Regions from separate parts of the Gossypium hirsutum genome. Here region 1 is linked to region 2. Evidence: chromatin contacts called from public Hi-C data. All regions are on one chromosome and are shown on one strand. The core of a region is the stretch at or near the end of the contact, and the rest is flanking DNA. Distances in the headings are between cores, read along the strand shown. Region 1 holds the start of LOC107948232 (carbon catabolite repressor protein 4 homolog 1). Region 2 holds the start of LOC107948230 (serine/threonine-protein phosphatase PP2A-4 catalytic subunit).

Region 1 (5,355 bases), core at 2,754-5,253, 440 kb after region 2:
TCACTTGACAACATCACTAATAACACTTAACATATAATCATTTTATCTCCCATTTTAGACATTTCACATTTTCTACTTTAAGTCATTACAAGACATTATTAGCCTTATCAATAGTTTAACTTTTACCATTTACCAGTATTTCACTTCGTTGTATTGAATTAACTTAATGTATTTTTTGAAATTTAATCACTTATCACTTCTTATTGTCACTCTATTTTCTCTCTCTACACATATCATAGTATTTAATGTTCTTTCAACACTTTCTAAATTTTATTCTTACTAGACTAGACCAAATTTTACCTTAACAACACTTTCAAATTATTAACCATTTTTATCAACAATTATTAACTCATTATTTATTTCAAATTATTAGCAATGGATTTCAATAATTGCATTCACATTTCACTTCAGCTATTCTTAACTTCATTATTTATTTCAAAGTAAAAACTACAATATTGAAGGACAAATTAAGAAATCCAATAGTACTTACTTCTTTCAATGTGTCAAAAAAAACAATTATTAACTTCCTAATACCTTGAATTTTCTTCCACACAAACTTGAAAACATCATTTCCATCAAATCGTCATTTTCTCATATTAAAAAATATAACAAAAATTAGCATATAATATTTCCAAGCTTTCTCATAAAAATCAAACCCAAATATATGTTAAGTAATATGAAAAACACCATTATTTATATTATTGAAGTTCTTTCTCAATGTCTTCTATTTTCTCGCTCAAAAACTCATAAAAACCTAGACTAAAAATTATATGATTGATGATGAAAATGTGGTTAGAAGGTAATTTTATAAGTGACTACAACAAAATCTAAAAATGGGTGAAGATATTTTTGATAAAAAAAATGAAGGAGAAAGTAAGGAAGAGAAAGCTCACATGAAAGGCATGGTTGGCTACTCCTTAGCTGAAATTGAGTTCAATTAAAAAAAAATTCAAGTGGGCTAAAAGCCCAAGTCCAACTTTTAAACCTGATATTTCATAAATTGTGGCTCCTGTTGTAACTCATGGCCCATATGATACAAATGAATTTCATAATATTTCTACCATAAAATATCCTTTTATGATAAACTTATCATTTTGTTACTTTTGATTCTTTGTATAATTTCATCACAATAATAGGTAATTATCGAAACCAAATCTAATATCACTTATAATCTTTAATATAAATCAATGTAGGGTGAAAATTACATATTTTTCTCTTTATAATTTACAATTTAATCTATATATTTTTTTATCTTTCCAATTTAGTCTCAAAAGTTATTTTTCACTAAACTCATACTAATTCCAATTTATACTTATTTTAATTCATCAATAGTAATTCTCTTTTCTCATTTTGATTATATTTATATTTTAATCTTTAAACTTTTCAAAATTCAAAAAATTGTTTTCATAATTTTCTACCCAATTATCAAATTTGCTTTCATATGATTCCTTTATATGACTCATTTTCAAATTTTCTCACCAATTATTTGTATCTGCTGCAAGAATATTACTGTGTCAAATTGAAATTTTTGAGAAATTACAATTCAATACATGATTTTTCAAATAATTATAAAAAATATAAAAATATTTAAAAAATATAAAGAATTATAAGAACTTATAAAAGTATTTAAATTATTAAAAATTCATAAAAATAAAAATAATAAAAGCAATGTCTATGATGAACTTGGACAATAATTATTTGGGCTAAAATTAACTTAGAATAACCATCTGTCCATATTGTTAAATAATTTTAAAAATAATTTTAAAAATATTAAGAATTATATTTTTAATTTTTTTATAATTTTATAATTATTTAAAAAACCACGTTCAATGAATAAACATGTATGTATTTTTTAAAATAATAATTAAAAATTTATTTAACTTTTAGGAATTTTTATTTTTTAAATATTGGATAATATGACAACAATGCTACATCAATATGAGGTATAATGTCGTTGTTTGATTAATTTGTTAGCTATATCATTTCTAACAATAGAAATTGATAGAAATTTTTAATAGAAAATCTAATTTACTATTTGATCTAACCTACAATGACTAGTTTATTAATTTTTACCTAATAATTAATTAAAAGTTTATTGATAAAATTTCATATAATATGATTCGGTAAATTGTAGTAGTTTTTATCAATCAATCAATGATTTATCATTCAGATGAAATTTGGTTCAACATCTTCTTCAAATCAGCAAAATAAATGGACAAGAGAAAATAAATTTTATTTGCCGGTCACGTTATTATTATTGGGATTTTTTTATTTATATATTTTTATATTTTTTTGAAACCTTTTATTTTGTAATTATTGAATGAAATAAGTCTCAAAATTATATATAAACTTTGATTTAATGTGTAATCATATAGGTGAATTTTAATTTGCGGGTCATGTAATTATACACGTAAAACTCTAATTGTGGTTCAAATGTATACTTGAAACTTTAATTTTGATTTAATTATACATATTTAAAAAAATAGATACATCAATTTATTTTTAAATTAGATAAATATAATTATTTATGCATGCAATATATAAACATAAAATGATGTTATATCAATAATTGTATTAATAATTTACAAGAATTGGATCAAATCAAAAATTTATGTATAAAATTGCACAAAATTAAAGTTCATGTATACAATTGTACATTAAACCATAGTTTATGTATATTTTTGGGATTTATCCTTTATTGAATAGATGGTTTAACTAGTTAAATTGGGTGAATTGAAAATTGATAATGCAGTTGATTTAATCACCAATCGAATTCTTTTAAAATTAGTTGAATTTAATTAAATTATTTTTGTTGATTGAGTTTGAACTCGGTTGGCATCGTCATTGTTGCCGGTACAAGAGAAAATGGGTTTAAGCATATTGAAGCGCACTTATATTCCTATTTAAGGGCAGTGATTAAAGATGGCAAAAAAATTTGAATTTGATAGGTTTCGGCCCAACCCGATCCATGAGGGTCGGATTTTTTTTTTTGAGAAATAGGATTCAGACGGGTGAAACTATAAAAATAGTCTGTCAAGAGAGGTAAATCCGCTTTGCCTTGCCCTGGGATATTTTCAAAAAATTGCCCCTAATATATACATATATTAAATATTTTCTTTCAATAAAATACATATATAAAAAAATATATTAATATTTAAGTCTAAATTAAAAAATTATTCTTATATGCTTCTAAATAAAAAATAAAATAATTAAATTAATTTCAGGTCGGATCGAGATGCAGTTAGGCATTTTATTAAATTTTGAGTTTGGGCTTAGGGTGAGTTTTTTCTTAAGACTTGGGATTGGGTCGGGGCAAATTGGTCAAACTTCGGGTTGGGGTTGAGATAATTCATCTTGCCTCACACCGTTGCCATCCCTTATTGGGGTAGGGTTACGGTAGAGGTATCCATGGGTTAGGTAGAGACCCGATTCCAAAAAACTTTTCAAGTCCAGACTCGTTTTCGGCCAAGCTTGGTCTACTCAAAAAGCCCATTTTACCATTTAAAAAATAATAAAATGATAAAAATTATATTTTAATTGATATTTTATATATTTTTATAATTAAATTTAAATTTAAAAATATTTTTCATTGTTGAAATTGAACTCAGGGCAAGTGGACCCAAGGTGTGAAAATATTTATTTAAACTTAATCCTAGTCGAGTGAGATTTATAGGACCTTTGGACAAGTCTAGACTAAAGAGTAGTTTTTGAATTAAATTTTTTATTTAAATTTAAATTAATTTGAAAATTGAATACCAAAAGTACACCACACAAAAAACTTAAACCGATTATCCTACCATATAAATTAATTAAATCGATTGGATTTACTTAGCACAATCAATTTATGGACTTTTTCACCTAAACTTTCCTTTAGATGAATAGACATGTGTTGCCTTAATTTTAATTTTTTTAAGAATAAATATTAAAGTTAAAATTACGTCAATTTTATATGGATATATCGCTGGAAAGATTACAAATGTATTAATTTTTATCCTTGAAAAAAATTATTTCTCTCTATAAATAATATACAGATATCATAAATAAAGACTTTCCTTTTTCACGTCCTCTGTAAAACCCTAACTATCATTCGTTCCCCTCATTTCCCCCCTTTCTTTCTCTATATCTCTTCTTCGATTCATTCCTTCAATCATTCTCTATTTCAAAACCCTAAATACCGTTACAAGATCTGTTCTTGGTTCTTGCATGTTTGTATTTGGGATTAATCAACAAGTCTTCTAGGGTTTGTTTAATCGGAAAAAAAGAAAGAAAAAGAAAAGGAGGACGATTGTCAAGGCTGGCGGGTTTTCGGGTCAAGTAAATGGCGGATCCGCCTGGATTCCGCCTCGATGAGATTGCGCATCATTTCGAGGTCATTTCTTGCTCTGCTGCTCTTGCTAGTGTAGGATTGGATTTGATAGGTTTACCAAGTGGTGACCGTTGCGAACTGTGACCGACCAAGGAAGCCCGAGAAGTTAAAGCATGCTGAGCGTGCTACGTGTGCACCTCCCTTCTGATATACCAATTGTTGGCTGCGAGCTCACGCCTTACGTGCTCTTACGCCGACCTGACAAGACCGTTACAACCGATGATGTGCCTGAGTCGGCCCCTCTTGATGGCCACTTCTTGAGGTATAAGTGGTAAGTGTTTTTAAATCCGTTGAAGAATCTATCTTTTAGGTTTTTTATTGGTTGGTTGCGGGGGTTATGCCAATGGCTAGGCTAATTTCATTTAACTTTTCAAGTGGTATGAAATTTTTTATGTCTAATTAACAATTAAACTCTTTATTATTTATTTATTTATTTATTTATTTATTTCTTGGTTTATGTATTTTGGTTAGTTGTCATGTTGGCCAATTGGATTTTGAGCTAGTTCTTTTGGGTGTGTTATTATTTGATTGCTTTTTACTAAATGTGTGAACTGCTTTTTGTAGGTGGCAAGTGTTTGCATTATAAGACAATTTCTTAGATTCTATGTTTCATTCCTTTTTCTTTTTTTACTTTTTGGTGTTTTGGCCTTTGTGTAGTTCTCATTTTGATCAATGGGGGTTTGAGTTTGGTTTTTGGGTTTGATATATATGACTGTTTTTAGTAAATACAGTATATGTGACATTGTCGAGTTTTTCCGTAAGGGATGCGTGGAATTGAGGTCTATAAGTTGAGTTTTTCTACCTGTGCATTTGGAGATAGTGTGGTTGCTTTTTACTGGATTGCAATCTGTTTTTGTTACTCCGTGTTCTGGATTATCTTGTTTGTTTAGTGATGTGTTTATTTTTTAAATTCTTGAAGTATCAAGAAGTAGTTTCTTGAGTCTGATTCTGGCATTGAGTTTCATGCCATTTTGTTTGGTTTTACTTGG
Region 2 (5,339 bases), core at 2,272-4,771:
GACCATATAGCAATGAAGTTGGTTATATTGAGTTGACATTAATCATTAAACAATTAATCTTCTAATGCAGTGAATTATTTGTTAAAACTTTTAGCTGTCTTGAATCTAGCTTAAACATAAATACAAGAAACAGTCCTACATTCTGGAAAAATTGATGATATCATTTTGAAGGTTAGGAGCTAAGAGACTTTTAGTTTCTTAGAAATATCTCAAGATGCTTTGTAATGAGATTATAGCAAGCATAAATGCATAGGAAAGTCATTCAAACCCCCAAAATAAATAGGAATAACATTTTAAACTAAAATTATATAATACTAGAAAGACAACAATACAAGGTATACAGGACAAATAAAATAGAAGCCCATTTAAGCATAAACGTCAAATAACACCAAGACTAAAGCAATTACTTCAAATTAATATGCACCTTGCACTAGTTTTACTCACCAAAGCAGTTAATGGAAAATAGTCAAAAAGGTCTGTAAAGATCTTCCAAACATTAGCATTGCCATACCTATAAGTAAATCACCAGAAAAAGTATTGTCATTGATTTGCAAAAGGAAGAAGCAACTATATTGCCTCCACATATGCAATTTATTTTAAGAGTATTACCTCCAGATACTTAAATCTAGTATATCATACCACGTAAAGCAAATACAATACTACTTTTTTTCCTTAACTGGAAAAAAGAGTAATTTGAAGATATCATTGAAAAGAAAAATGATAAAGAATAAGAAGACATTTAGTAAAGCTAGTACACTGATGGCTCATAATACTACAGCCCTTTAAATGATGTTGTGTATTGAACTTACTTCCGAAGACATTCATCATAAAACCCATAAACTTGAGTGATCTGCCCAAAAAGGAAAGGCTCAAGAATTAGCTTAAAATTTCCTATGATAGTCGAGTTCATATCAAACTCTTTGCTAAGACTCAGATGTGCAAATTGCAAAAATATAACACCATAAAAAGCCAAACTTTTGCACATGTGCACTTGTTTGGACAAGGAATGAAGGCCTCGAAGAAAAGGTAAATTTCATACCTGGCGGCTTTCATGATTTCCTCTGAGAATGGTAATCCGCTGTGGATAACGAACTTTTAAAGCCACCAACAGCTGAAAGAAGAAAAAATCAGTATCATCTAAATAGAAAATTTGAAAGACTTAAGTTTGCTATTGATCTCTACTTACAAAGTTTATGCTAGCAAATGCAAAATTGTCTGTGAGTGTGATATAATATTCATCTTTATGAACAGAAAAAGTAACAGTACGCAACATCATTTAACTCCGGTGTTTTGAGAAATATCTAGCATGAAGTATACTATCATTGAAGTGGAAAGCAATGATAAACTGCTAAAAAAGAAGCTCCGCATCATATTCCTCCTGTACTACATCGAATTTAAAAGTCCTTCAAGATAGAGACCTAAAGTGATAGGAGATAGTGCAGTAACTATAGATCCAAAACTCCTATCCGAACAAAGATCTAATGATCCCACCCTCTCTTTACCCAGAATTATTGGCCCAACAACAACTGAAATCTTCAAAAAGGTAAAGGCATTTCAAATTCTTAGTGTTGAAGGCTTTTGAGTTTAAACCAAGGCAGGTGTTTTTCCTGGTCCTGATAGCAGGATGTGGTCAAATTCCATTCACACAACTAGCACTTAGAACCCTTAAAATTGTTATCTAAATATGTTATTTCTGCCTCTACTTTAGCAGAAGCAGAACACAAAATTTCATGACAAGGGCTGAAAAAGGAAATTCATAATTTAAGATGTACATACCGTAACGGTTTCAACAGAATAGTATCCACGATCCACATAATCTCCCATAAACAAATAGTTTGTATCAGGGCACTGCCAAGTAGGATAAAACACATTAAGGGATTCGCTCAAAGGAAAGACCAATCATGAAGCAAAATTGTGTAACAGACAGGGGAAAAGCATATAACTAGTTGAAAAGCGTCCTACAAATGCATGAATGACACTGGTAAAGCACAATCTAATGGCAAAAACAGGTAAAAGATTAAGTAGACAAATTTTATTAAAACAGAACACTTATGCATGAAAGTGCTGGACAGTGGAGACAAAAAGTTCACATGTCAATGCATGCAAAAGAGCATAAATTAAAAATATTCGCATTACAAATATGATCAATCAAGATACCTCTGGAGAGCTCCAACTTCAAAACATTGAGGTCTCAACTAATTATTTTACACATTCCCCGCTGAAACAGAACTGAATACAAAAATCAACAGTCAAAGTCAGAACAAGTACCTTCCCTCCAATTCGAAAAAGTTCTGCAAGATCATGAAACTGCCCATGGATGTCACCACAAATTGTCACCGGGCTTCTCACAGGCTGTTAAAACAAAAATCAATGCTTTCCCAGTTTACGGAGGAGCAATCTCAACATCTCCAAAATACGCCAATAAATAAACAAATATAGACATAGATGCCTGAAACACAAGCCAGACTAAGATAATAAACCTGGACATTGCTTTCTTTCATCAGTATTTCCTTTGCCTTATCACATAATGCTCTGACCTAAACAATACATTATGAGAAAAAAATAGTTATTAAAAGTTATATTCCACAACACAAGACAGACAAAGACAAGCTTCCATTGACCCAAATTAAAACAACACAAATAAGATGAAACGAAGAAAACTCCAGGAGCAACAAGTTTAAAATTTAAACCCACAACACTTATTCCGAGCAAATACCCCGAGTTATGTTGAAATTACCTATATCAAATAAAAATAAATCATTTTCTTTCCCTGCTTTAAAGAAGAAGAAAAAGAAGCTGCAGTTTTTGTTCATAACTCTGAATTGAAATTTAAACAGAAAAAAAAAGAGAGAATTAGCTATAAATATTGCAATAAACACTATTCACAAATCAGAGCCTACTCGATTATTCACAAATTTTAAAAAATATATTATTGGATTAATTCCTGGTAAATTTTGGCACTTTCTTGGAAACAAACAGATAGAGAAAAATTTAAGGTACCTGCTGCTCCGAAAGTGGCTTACACTGCATGAGCTGCGAGATCTGCTCATCGAGATCGGTGGTCAAGTCTGTTGGTGACGAATTGGCGCCCATGTTTAATTTTTCAGTTGGAAGACTCGAGCGTGGAAATCGTTATCCGGATCAGGGATAACCCTAACCCTATTTTGGATTGAGAATTTTCTTTTTTCTTTTTGTTTTAACTTTCTTTTTTTATCTCCTTTTCACTCTTTTCCTGGCTCTCTTGCTTCTATCACGAAGACGAAATGAAATGTAAGGGCGCGTGAACTGACACAGAGAGTGGAGCGTGAACAGTGTGAGTGTTATAAAGCCACGTCACACTACTAAACTGTTATAAAGCCACTTCACCACACGTTCCGGGGAGCGCTCCTCAGAATGAGATTTTCTTAAGCTCCCTTCAAATGCTAACGGGAAAAGAAAAGTATAAAGGGATATTATATTTTTAGTATCTAAATTTTGTTCCAATTTTCAAATTAGTATCTAAGTTCTTATTTTATCCAGATTGGTAATGGAATTTGGTTTATATCACATATTTAAATATATTTTCTTAATGCATTAAAATAAGATGACATGAAAAATAATATATAATAATAAATTTACTCTGTAATTAAAATTATTTAGGGTTGGAAATTAATTTTGTATATATTCAAATTTTGGTTACCAAAATTTACAAGGAAATTCCAAAATTTTTAAGGATTTACAAAAACTTCTAAGTCGTTACCAAAATTTCTAATAAATTATTGAAATTTCTAAAGTTACTCAAAAATTTCTAGGACTTTACCAAAATTTCTAATATGCCATATTTTTTTATCTCTTGGTATCTTGGCACATTAATGAATTTTATGCTTCTCCTCACAAGTCCCTTAGTGTTTTCCATTTTAAACATGTTTATATGAGTTTTCTTTGAGTATTTGTATATATTTTGTGATTGTAACACCTCGATACTTGACCCAATCATCGGGTCCAAGTTACAAGGTGCCACATTCGTTACCGGAGTAACTACGATAAAATGATATTTGATTTAAAATAATTAAAGATTCAAATATAAGTAAAACATATGTATAATACAATACGTAATCATTTTTGAATCTTATACGAGCTTTTGAAAGCTTTATTGTTAACCCGATATCGAATAGAATCAAATTGTACTATTTTCAAAATTTCAGGTTGATGTTGCAACTTCGGGGTACCTCTTCGCGACGAAACATACTGACTTGATCTCATCGTGATAATAAATGCTCTACATCACGACGTGACCGTCTACTTTAAAAAATGGCCAAAATGGCACCAACCTGTTTCACCTAATCATTCATTTCCATCAATACTAATTTTCATTTCAACCAAAATGTCATTTGAAACATACATTTCCAACATGTTTCATCATTAACATGATCATTTGTAATTTATAATCATTCAAGTTCATATTTGATAATCATGAACTTCAAAACATTACCAAATGGACATATACAATTGAGTATGAACACAAGTATTTCATCTTCTCATACAAAGCATTTATTTGCCTAGTTCATCAGTACAATCCAACCATTTAACCATTTCTAATTCATCATTCTAACTCCTAATGTGACTTGATCATATAATACACAAACCGACTCAGGATAGGTATATGACATATAACGAACAAAAGATATTTTACAAACATTGATGAGTCAGGGATTTCTGGCTGGATGCTAAAATCACTTTTCGGGACCTCGGGATGTACCTACACTTGTATGCGGAAAACAAATTATACACTGAGCGATAAAGCTCAGTGGTATTTCCATGATTCAAGACAAAGCAATACAAGTTTATACCAATTGCATACATCCAATTAAAATACCATTATCAAAAAATTCATATGAAAATCATGCTAATCCTCAATCCATAAAACAACATGTATATGCCACAAGATACCCCAATTATGTCATATGAACCAACTATATATATTACCTCAATTATTAAACTAGTTGACTATATCATACCAATATCATTAAAGTTCACAATTCTATCCAATTTAACATATCAATTAATATCGCATTTCATTTCTGAATCGAGTCAATTCAATCGTTATTTTTCCATATTGGTCCCCAGGCTTGTTTAACTGATTTACATAGTCTTTCACATACTATCAATAATCATATATTTCATATATGTACCTGTAGTACAATTTCATAACATTAGTTCATTTTGAGCATCATTAAACCAATTGAGTAATTTATATCCATTATTAACATGACTCAGACTCAGGCTCGAATGGATACATAGATCCCAACCAATACACCAATTTGGCACCCAGTGACTCATCGGAACACCTGAAGTAAATT

The links. A called contact is a pair of places that touch in the nucleus more often than the background predicts.
Region 1: a contact with region 2 is called in a Hi-C map of leaf, with 2.7 times the contacts expected there. The contact joins the promoter of LOC107948232 here to the promoter of LOC107948230 in region 2. A contact is called at or near these places in 3 of 34 Hi-C or Micro-C datasets (callus and leaf).

What each region holds. Positions count from the first base shown.
Region 1 is chrA04:21,484,752-21,490,106 of Gossypium_hirsutum_v2.1, forward strand. LOC107948232 (carbon catabolite repressor protein 4 homolog 1) reads left to right here and starts at 4,004. Exons shown (of 12, transcript XM_016882708.2): 1 at 4,004-4,637. The coding sequence starts at 4,480.
Region 2 is chrA04:21,050,184-21,055,522 of Gossypium_hirsutum_v2.1, forward strand. LOC107948230 (serine/threonine-protein phosphatase PP2A-4 catalytic subunit) reads right to left here and starts at 3,522. Exons shown (of 11, transcript XM_016882705.2): 1 at 3,001-3,522; 2 at 2,481-2,537; 3 at 2,269-2,352; 4 at 1,777-1,848; 5 at 1,040-1,111; 6 at 810-850; 7 at 445-511. The coding sequence starts at 3,093.